Regions from separate parts of the Triticum aestivum genome. Here regions 1 and 2 are each linked to region 3. The links are chromatin contacts, called in public Hi-C and HiCAR-type maps. All regions are on one chromosome and are shown on one strand. The core of a region is the stretch at or near the end of the contact, and the rest is flanking DNA. Distances in the headings are between cores, read along the strand shown. Region 1 has its middle 150 kb from the start of LOC123148554. Region 2 holds the start of LOC123147107 (protein TOPLESS-RELATED PROTEIN 2). Region 3 has its middle 18 kb from the start of LOC123147090.

Evidence for each region. Hi-C and Micro-C count contacts between places; a contact is called where the count stands out from the background. HiCAR-type assays count read pairs that join an accessible place to other places.
Region 1: a HiCAR-type map of leaf shows a contact between it and region 3, with 7 times the contacts expected there. The contact joins two enhancer-like sites. A contact is called at or near these places in 2 of 5 Hi-C or Micro-C datasets (leaf and an unstated tissue) and 1 of 1 datasets of contacts at active chromatin or transcription factors (leaf).
Region 2: a Hi-C map of leaf shows a contact between it and region 3, with 6 times the contacts expected there. The contact joins the promoter of LOC123147107 here to the enhancer-like site in region 3. A contact is called at or near these places in 4 of 5 Hi-C or Micro-C datasets (leaf and an unstated tissue) and 1 of 1 datasets of contacts at active chromatin or transcription factors (leaf).

What each region holds. Positions count from the first base shown.
Region 1 is chr7A:398,063,934-398,066,637 of IWGSC CS RefSeq v2.1, reverse strand. No RefSeq gene overlaps it. Among protein-coding and RNA genes, the nearest start is that of LOC123148554, 150 kb to the right of the region's middle. Within about 2 kb of position 1,372, at least 7 of the 8 cell types and tissues checked have an H3K27ac peak or open chromatin away from gene starts, as enhancers often do. A contact at or near this core is called in leaf, where this site is marked.
Region 2 is chr7A:398,340,881-398,343,580 of IWGSC CS RefSeq v2.1, reverse strand. LOC123147107 (protein TOPLESS-RELATED PROTEIN 2) reads right to left here and starts at 1,260. Exons shown (of 25, transcript XR_006473053.1): 1 at 647-1,260; 2 at 362-541; 3 at 159-272; 4 at 1-63.
Region 3 is chr7A:397,514,876-397,517,575 of IWGSC CS RefSeq v2.1, reverse strand. No RefSeq gene overlaps it. Among protein-coding and RNA genes, the nearest start is that of LOC123147090, 18 kb to the right of the region's middle. Within about 2 kb of position 1,360, at least 8 of the 8 cell types and tissues checked have an H3K27ac peak or open chromatin away from gene starts, as enhancers often do. A contact at or near this core is called in leaf, where this site is marked.

The DNA.
Region 1 (2,704 bases), core at 123-2,622, 550 kb before region 3:
CGTGCTCCGGCATGGTCAATAGCCTCTCAGAGTTGGTTTAGCGATTGCTAAGGTGCAATGTCATCGCACGTTTTGTAGTCAGATCATCAAAGTCAACTTCCACAGAAAATGATAGCTATCTCATCGAAACATCGGGACACCTTGGCCTCTATTAGCGGGTGGGAGGGTTGGGCCGTTGGAAAAGCCATGTAACAAATAGCCTTCCAATTTTTTGGGAGCTTATGGGCCCCGCGTGGATAATCCTTTAAAAACATGGCCAATACTTGCATGCCAAACGAGGGCTCAAGCTTTGCGGGTGAACTTGTGGATCCATTTCCTCTCCATTGGCCACTTAGACGACCGATGTAGGGGAGGTGTTTCTCGATACCTTGGCTTTGGACAGTAGTTTACGTTATTTCATTTTGACATAGGGCGGCGTTCGGATGGATGGTGATGGTTCATCTTCAAGTCAATCTTTCGGAATCTGATCCTCCTTGAGTTTGTCCAATGGGCCGAAGTCGAGAGAGCTTCGACATAGATTTATGTTGTCTCTTTGGGAGCGATGAGGTTAGAACTTCTCGTCATGTGTACATGACAACAAGATTTGATGTGGGTCACTTCAAAACGGTTTAAGGGTTAAAAAAAGAATGAGAACAGAGGGAAAGAAGCCCCCTGTCTTATTCTTATAGGAGAATGAGGAGACTCGAACCCGGGCCAGCGACAACAACCTTTGTGTTGTCCATCACTCCAGCCAGGAGAGCTCCTTAAGGGCACACGCACCTTTGTGTTGGATCAACCTCGGTTCAATGGTTCAATGGCATGATTCGGCTTAGGGAGCATTGGTCCTTAAGGGCACGCGCACGAATACATCCCAAGTGTCATCGGCATGGTCAATCTGGCTACGGTAGGGGAGCGGCGACATCGATGGTCATTCTAGCAGCGGTAGTTGTTGTTTATAATAGATATGTGTCCTATTCTCGAGAAGAAAAGGAAAAAAAAAAGAGGACGCTATAGCGTGTGGGCGTCTTTGGTGCGTGTAGCGCAGGGCAGGTCCCGGTGGCAATTATTCTGGATTTCCAGATCCGTCGCTTTCCCTCTGCGGTGTAGTAGGGGAGGAGCTGCCGAGCCTTTAACACGCTATAAACAGGTTCTCATATCACCTCCCCTTATATAAGTAGAGGAGCTTATCTGACAACTGGCTAGCACCGCGTCCACCCATCCATACGTCGGGTTCCATCACCGAATTAATTTCGCGCTTCTCACAAAGGAAAGCAGAATAAAAGACGGATGAAAATTTTCCACCTACACGTCGCACGTGCCATTGGCGTTCCGACACGTGGCGTGTGCCACGCACTGCCTGTATCACATGCCGCTCCTTGCTTTGACCGTTCTCCTAGTGGACCCCGCCGCCAGGGCTGTAGCACGGGCAAGCTCGAGTGGATGAGGGCATGGGGGGTGTGGGTAATTGCGTATCGAGCCACTGATCGGGAGTTTGTCTCGGAAGTCGTGGAGGGGCACTTCAGGAAAAGGCCTAAGGGAATCCACGGTCCTTTTGGGGTGGTGGGGCTCAGATCGCGGCCGTCCGTATCTGCGCGGCAGTGGGGATCACATGCGTGAGAAGAGAGATCTTCTGTGCCTGGGGCGCTGCTTTGCTGCTTTTTTTTTAACACAGTACAGACGCAAGCGCTCATATAAACGTGCATACACTCACATTTATAAACGCACACATACACATGCACACCCTATCCCTATGAGCACCTTTGACAGACTGAACCGGCATATTATTTTAAGATTTTACGAAGTCAACGTAGGCGCCTCGTAGTCGACGGGAACGTCTTCTCCCATTGAAAGTGTATCGCCGGAATTTCTGAAATAAATCCAGGATAAATGCGAGCACTAGGATTTAAACCCTGGTGAGTTGGAGATACCACTGTCCACCTAACCATCTCAACCAGAGGTTGGTTCGCACTTTGCTGCTTTCTCAAGCACCGTGGGAAGTCGACAAGCGATAATTGTGGAGAAATGTACAGATAATATCTGTAATTTATCAATCCACACGCTAGTACTCCCTCCATCACGGTATACATGACACGCTTCAACAATCTCTGGGACCAAAGTAACTAGTGATTGGACTCGAAAATAGTTTCGGGAGTTATACCATGGCACCTAATTACTGGAGAAATTAATGCATACACACATACGTAGAGTGCTTCCACTGAACATACACACATGCATGCATTTATTTCACCGGCGTACACACCGGCATAGAGAGAAAATTGTGGGCTTGATTGCAGTTATCATGTCCTAATTAATTAGGCATTAAACCAAACACGTCTAAAATCCCTATGTGGTGGAAATGCATGAGAATTGAAGCGTGTCGTGTAAACTGTGACGTGTGACGGAGGGACTTTTTTTTTTTTGAAAGCAAAGCAACGCTTTCTTAACGGTGCTCGGGCATATCACCTGCCACACAAACATCCACTTGGGCTGGTACATCAGACTTTCACTCGACCCCATAGTTTTCAGGGTACATACGTCCCAGACTTGCTAACTCATAAGCAACTGAATTAGCACTACGACGGCAGAATTTAATTACATGTTTAGAAAACCAAAGTTTGAGCCGGTATTTTGTATCCCCGATGACGGCAGCGAAGGGTGATGAATCAACTGTCCGAATGTCTAGGGCTTCTGCCAGCAATTGTGAGTCAGTTTCAAACTCTGCCCG
Region 2 (2,700 bases), core at 11-2,510, 830 kb before region 3:
TCCATGAGCATGATATTCCGGGCTGACTTTGTATCCCCGTATTTGGACAGCTGCTCATTTTGCCTGTTTGTGATTTAGACAGAATTACATCCACATTAGCACAATGCACAAGCATTCTGCTCTACGAAAATGCTCCAAACAAGCGATTGGCACCACACCTAAAATTATCCAGAGTCAGCAGCTGCGTTATCTCCTTGAACAGCTCCTCGTTAAAGGAGGCAAACACCTTCAAATCCTTGACGAGTATCTCCACTGCCTTGGCCCGATCATGCCTGCAAAAGGCAAACTGAGTTGAGCGCCTGCAAATCGCTGTTGATCCTGAGCAAATGAGCAGGATAGGAGAGGCTTCAATATGAGTTACCTGTCGAGGGCTTCAAGGTACTTCTGCTTGCGGATCTCAAAGAATATCTTCATGGAGTAGCGGTTGTCCTCCACCTTGGTGAAGCCGCTGAGGTACCTCTCCACCTCGTCCCACTCCCCACCTTGGACCAGGTCCTCGAAGTGCTTCATGTTGAAGTAGAAGCCCGATTCCTGCTCCAACCTGCGCGACCAAAATGGACGGGGGGTTAAAAAAAAAACAGCTTCAACAACTCCAGATAGCTCCAAAACTTTGTCTTGATCAACCAGACGAGACGAGGACACTTACTTGTGCACCGTCTCCTTGAACTTTTCCTCGTCGAGGAACTGCAGGATGAGGAAGACCAGCTCCCTGCTGAGCGACGACATGGCTCCCCCGATCCCGCCCTGCGTCTCCAGCGCTCACGACGAAGGAGGACTCCCGCCTTGGCGGCAGATCCCCTCCCAAATCTCCGTAGAAACCAGCGCAGGGCCCCAACCGCCCCTCGAAAAAACCGCACCAAACAACCAACGAGTAGCTTAGAACCCTAGCAGGGCGAAAACCCCTGAGACGAAACGGGCGGCGGGAGCGAGGTCACAGCCCAAGCGGACCCATCCCGGCGGGATCTCCCCCGATTCCGGCGGCCCGGCCGCGGATCTGCAGCTCCTGGCGCCGACCGATGGCGCACGCGTGTCTCCTCCCTCAGCGGCGCAGCACGTAGACTAGGGTTTGGCCGCCGCCGCCGCCAGCTGCTGCTGCTTCCTTCTTCTCCTCTTGGCTCTAGCCGACGGAGGGGTTTGCCTTTTCTTATCTCTCTCTCCCCACTTCGCTTTCTCTCTCCAAAACCAGTCTCTCTATCTCTCTCTCTTTGGAGTAGGGAGTATTTATTTTTCTGGTCTGCTTTTGGTTTTTTGGGGCTGCGTTTTATAACCACTCCGCCCCGTCTCCCCTTATATAGGCCCCGCCAGATTACACGAGAGCCCACGACCACGCACCTCTATTTACTTGGCAGCCACTGACGAGGACGGGCGACAGGGGCAAACTGGGTAACTCCCATCGTGAGGTCCGCAGCCACAGGTAGGGGGTAAACTTCCGTTAACCATTTCTCGCATCCTTCCTCGTACGGTCGTACCCATTCATTTCTCCCTCCCTCTCACGCATCCGCGGTTTCGAAATTTGAACGGGGCCTGCCAGCCAGGGTTGAGGCAGCCGCGCCCGCTACAGGATACCCAACTTTTCAGGCGTCTACACTTTTGTAGTATCTTTCTTACTTATATAACCACAATAATGGATGGATAAGTACCGCCAAAAAATATGGATGGATAAGTTTCACCTACTAATATTGAGAGGATGCTATATTTAATCGATCACATCTCGTATATATATCATTTCATCTCCGTTTGATCCGCCGCGAGGCCAAAAATCATGGCTGAGCATGGTGCCGCAAACGCAAAATATGTTCGTCTCATGTTTGTATGGACACACATTTCTGCCGTAAGTTTAAGTCAAATTTACATTCATGCAGACACGAGACAGACGTGTTGTGCATCCTCTCGGTGTCTGCCTCAAGCACGTGGGTCAGCAGCCGAATCACCACCACGGGTCCCACGTGTGTGGGAGGGTCCCCATGTCAGCCACCCTGGCCCCGTTCATCTGATTCTTTTTAATGCCACACGTGCTGGTGGAGGGTCGTCCAGTGCACTTTGTGATCTTCTCCCTCACCTCTACCGACCAAATGATCGACAAACCCTAGCCACCGCTTTCCCCCACCGTCCACCGGCCAAGATGCCGTGGAAATGGGTCCTAGGGAAGACCAATAACGAGGTCGGCTCGTCCTCTGAGTTCTCGGGGTCGCGCCACCGTGTGGCAAGTTTCGCCGTGACGCCGCCCGCGACAACATCTACGTCGGCGTCGAGCAGTGCCAACAGTATTGGGATGAGGCCACACTGGTGTTGTGGTCTGACGTCCACCTGCCGGACAATTGACACCTCGACCCAGAGTGGGTGCCCGTGCCTCCCGTTCTGGCCACTGGTCGCGCGCTCCTGCTGGAGATACATCGCTGTCAAGATCAGCTCCCGAAGTATCTCTGTCGCGACCCAACATACGTCGTCACCTCGCCATTCTGGGACACTTGGTTCCACGACGAGCACGGCGAGTGGCGTCGGCCATACTTCACCGCATGTGCTTCCCCTCATGCGCGTGCTCCAAGTCCCCGCCTTGTGCGCAGGCGTACGCGTGCTCCCAGACCACCACCCCAGCCCCTGTGTTTGACGAGGCCTCCCGGATCACCGAGGAGGAGGACAAGGACCTCAAAAAGACCATAGAGTTATCCGAGCTCGCCTAGCTCTCCGAATGGGAGGGCC
Region 3 (2,700 bases), core at 111-2,610:
CATTTCTACTTAAATGACAATGCGTGGTACTCTTAGGCTCTTTCTAGTTGTTCCAGGGTGTACATGTGGTAAGAATACCGTATAGGCAAAAAAAACATGACAAAACAATTAAACATGAGAGAGAGGGCACTATAATGACCCAGAAAGAAATGATGCCAAACATGCGAATCTGGACAAAAGAATTATGCGTGAAAAGTTTGATGGCTAAACAATTAAACAAAGGAAAGTTTAGACAATTATGCATGGAAAGTTTCCCTAATATGTGTTATAACGCTCTCTCATATTATTAATTACAATGCTACATCACATTTCTACTTAGATGACAATGTATGGCACTCTTAGGCTCTTTCTAGCTATTCTAGTGTGTACATATGGTAAAAATACCATATAGGCTAAAAACGACATGGCAAAACAATTAAACAGGAGAGAGAGCACTATGATTATCCAAAAAGAAATGATGTCAAACATGCGAACCTAGACAAAATAATTATGCATGAAAAGTTTGTCTGTTAAACAATTAAACAAAAGAAGATTACAACAATTACAATAATGGGTTATAAGCCAGTTTACATGGCAGTTTTGCCTATTCGAAAAAGAGAGGCAGTCAAAAAAGGGAAGTGAGCTCTTATGCAATAGTCAATCTCTACACATACTCCTACTCCCTCCTTCCATCTATATAGGGCCTAATGCGTTTTTAAGACATCCTTTGACTATTGACAAGATTAATAATACATGACATGCATAATGTGAAAATTATATCATTGAAAACTCCTTTCACATACGAATTTGACAATGTACTTTGTGTAAGTTGCATGTCATATATTATTGCTCTAATATTTGGTCAAAGCTAGCCTTGAAAAACGTATTAGGCCCTATATAGATGGAAGGAGGGAGTAGGTAAGATGAGTTTAGCAAAAAGAAAGAAAGTGAAAAATATTTCACTAATTATACAGCCAGCGGTCGGCTATTTTTTCCAAAGTGCTGACTATATTATTAATAATTGCTCTTAAGAAACTAAGGCTTTTTATGTTAGCACCTTATCTAAACACCTTTCATAATTGCATCGAAATAGGCATGACATTTCCACCGCGGGAGGTCCAACGTGTAGAGGTCGAACCTGGTGTACCCATAGCTTAGCAACATGCCGCGTACGGGGGCACGGACCTGCCGCGGGAGCAGTGAACCGAATCACTTGTGACGTTGCACCCCATCCCCATCCCTTTCCCTCTCCTCTTTTTCTTCCCACCCATCTCTCTCCATCGGTCGCTGTCACACACTCTCTCTCTTGCGCAGAGCAGAGGCAGCAGGAGGAGAGAGAGCACGACGTGACAGGGCCGGACGTACACTCCGGCGGAGTGACGGGACTGCCCCTGGGCCAACGAACTGCAAGGAGCGCAGGGGCAGAACCGTCCGCACGCCCTGGGTGGGGCCGAGGAACGTGGGCCGAGGACGACGACGTCCTTTGCGTGGGGACCAACCACCACTCGCCCGGCCCGTCTCGTGCTTAGCGCCGCAGTCTCTCGCGATTTATCTCGTGTGGATTGTGGATCGTTTCGTGTCGGCAAGGCCAGAGGGCGGGGAGACTGGGAAGCGTGTCGTGGAGAGGGAGGCGCGATATGTCGGGGAGTGAGTTGCTGCGAAAGGAGGGGGTCTTTTTAAAGCCTGGACCTGTACGCTTCTTTGCTGTCGCTGCAGGGAGAGGGAAGCTGTGGTTGAGAGAGCGTGGTATGGTATCCAGCTGCTAGTATAGGTGGATGGTGTCGAAAGTTTCTGTCCTCCGTTCGCATCATCTGGACACCTCTCCCTATCTAGCCGTTGGAGTGGCCGGCCCAGCCCACACATCATGTTGTACACAGTTTTGTTTTCTTTTGTCGGAAGCATTTTTAGTAGTAGTATAAAAGCTTTGTGTACGAGAATCCTTTTCTGAGCTCGGGTTCATCTACACCCGTGTTGAATCAAAAATTTAAGACAAATAGTAAAAAAAAATTAAAAAAATCATTTTTTTTCTTCCAAAATAAGCCGCCTTCAATGCTTTGTTATTCTTTAACCACATTTTACTGCTTTAGTTAAAATCACTGCACGGAGACCTTTTATCAGAAAATTGTTGATAGACCAGGACATTGATTTTGGCTCCCGAGCTAATAAAAATGGTACTCCCTCTGATCCATATTAATAGACGCACACTTAATACAACTTTATAGTATTAATATGGATAGGAGGGAGTAATAAATTCGATCTAGTGTTTTTATACATGGTAGACAATTTGGTGCATGAGGTCCGACCCAATTTTCAAATGATTTGGACAAATGAGAAACTATCGGCAAAAATGACAAATTCGGGGGTCTATAAAACAGTTTGTTGTTCACGTACTGTTTTGACCTGATTTGTCTTTTTTACTTAGAGTTACTCCGATGTCCAAATGAGCTAATATATGGAGCGAACCTCACGCAATAAATTGTCTACCATGGGTAAAAAAATGGATGTGTTTGAATTTTTCTCGTATTTGTTTCGAATTTTTTTCTGGTCGGGTGCAGATGAGCCTGGGCACCGAATCACTGCACTCCTTTGTGTATATTTATTCCTTCTTCCAAAATAAGTTGCCTTCGATGCTTTGTTATTCTTTAACCATATTTTACTGCTTTAGTTAAAATCACTGCAGGGAGACCTTTTATCAGAAAATTGTTGATGGAGTAGGACATG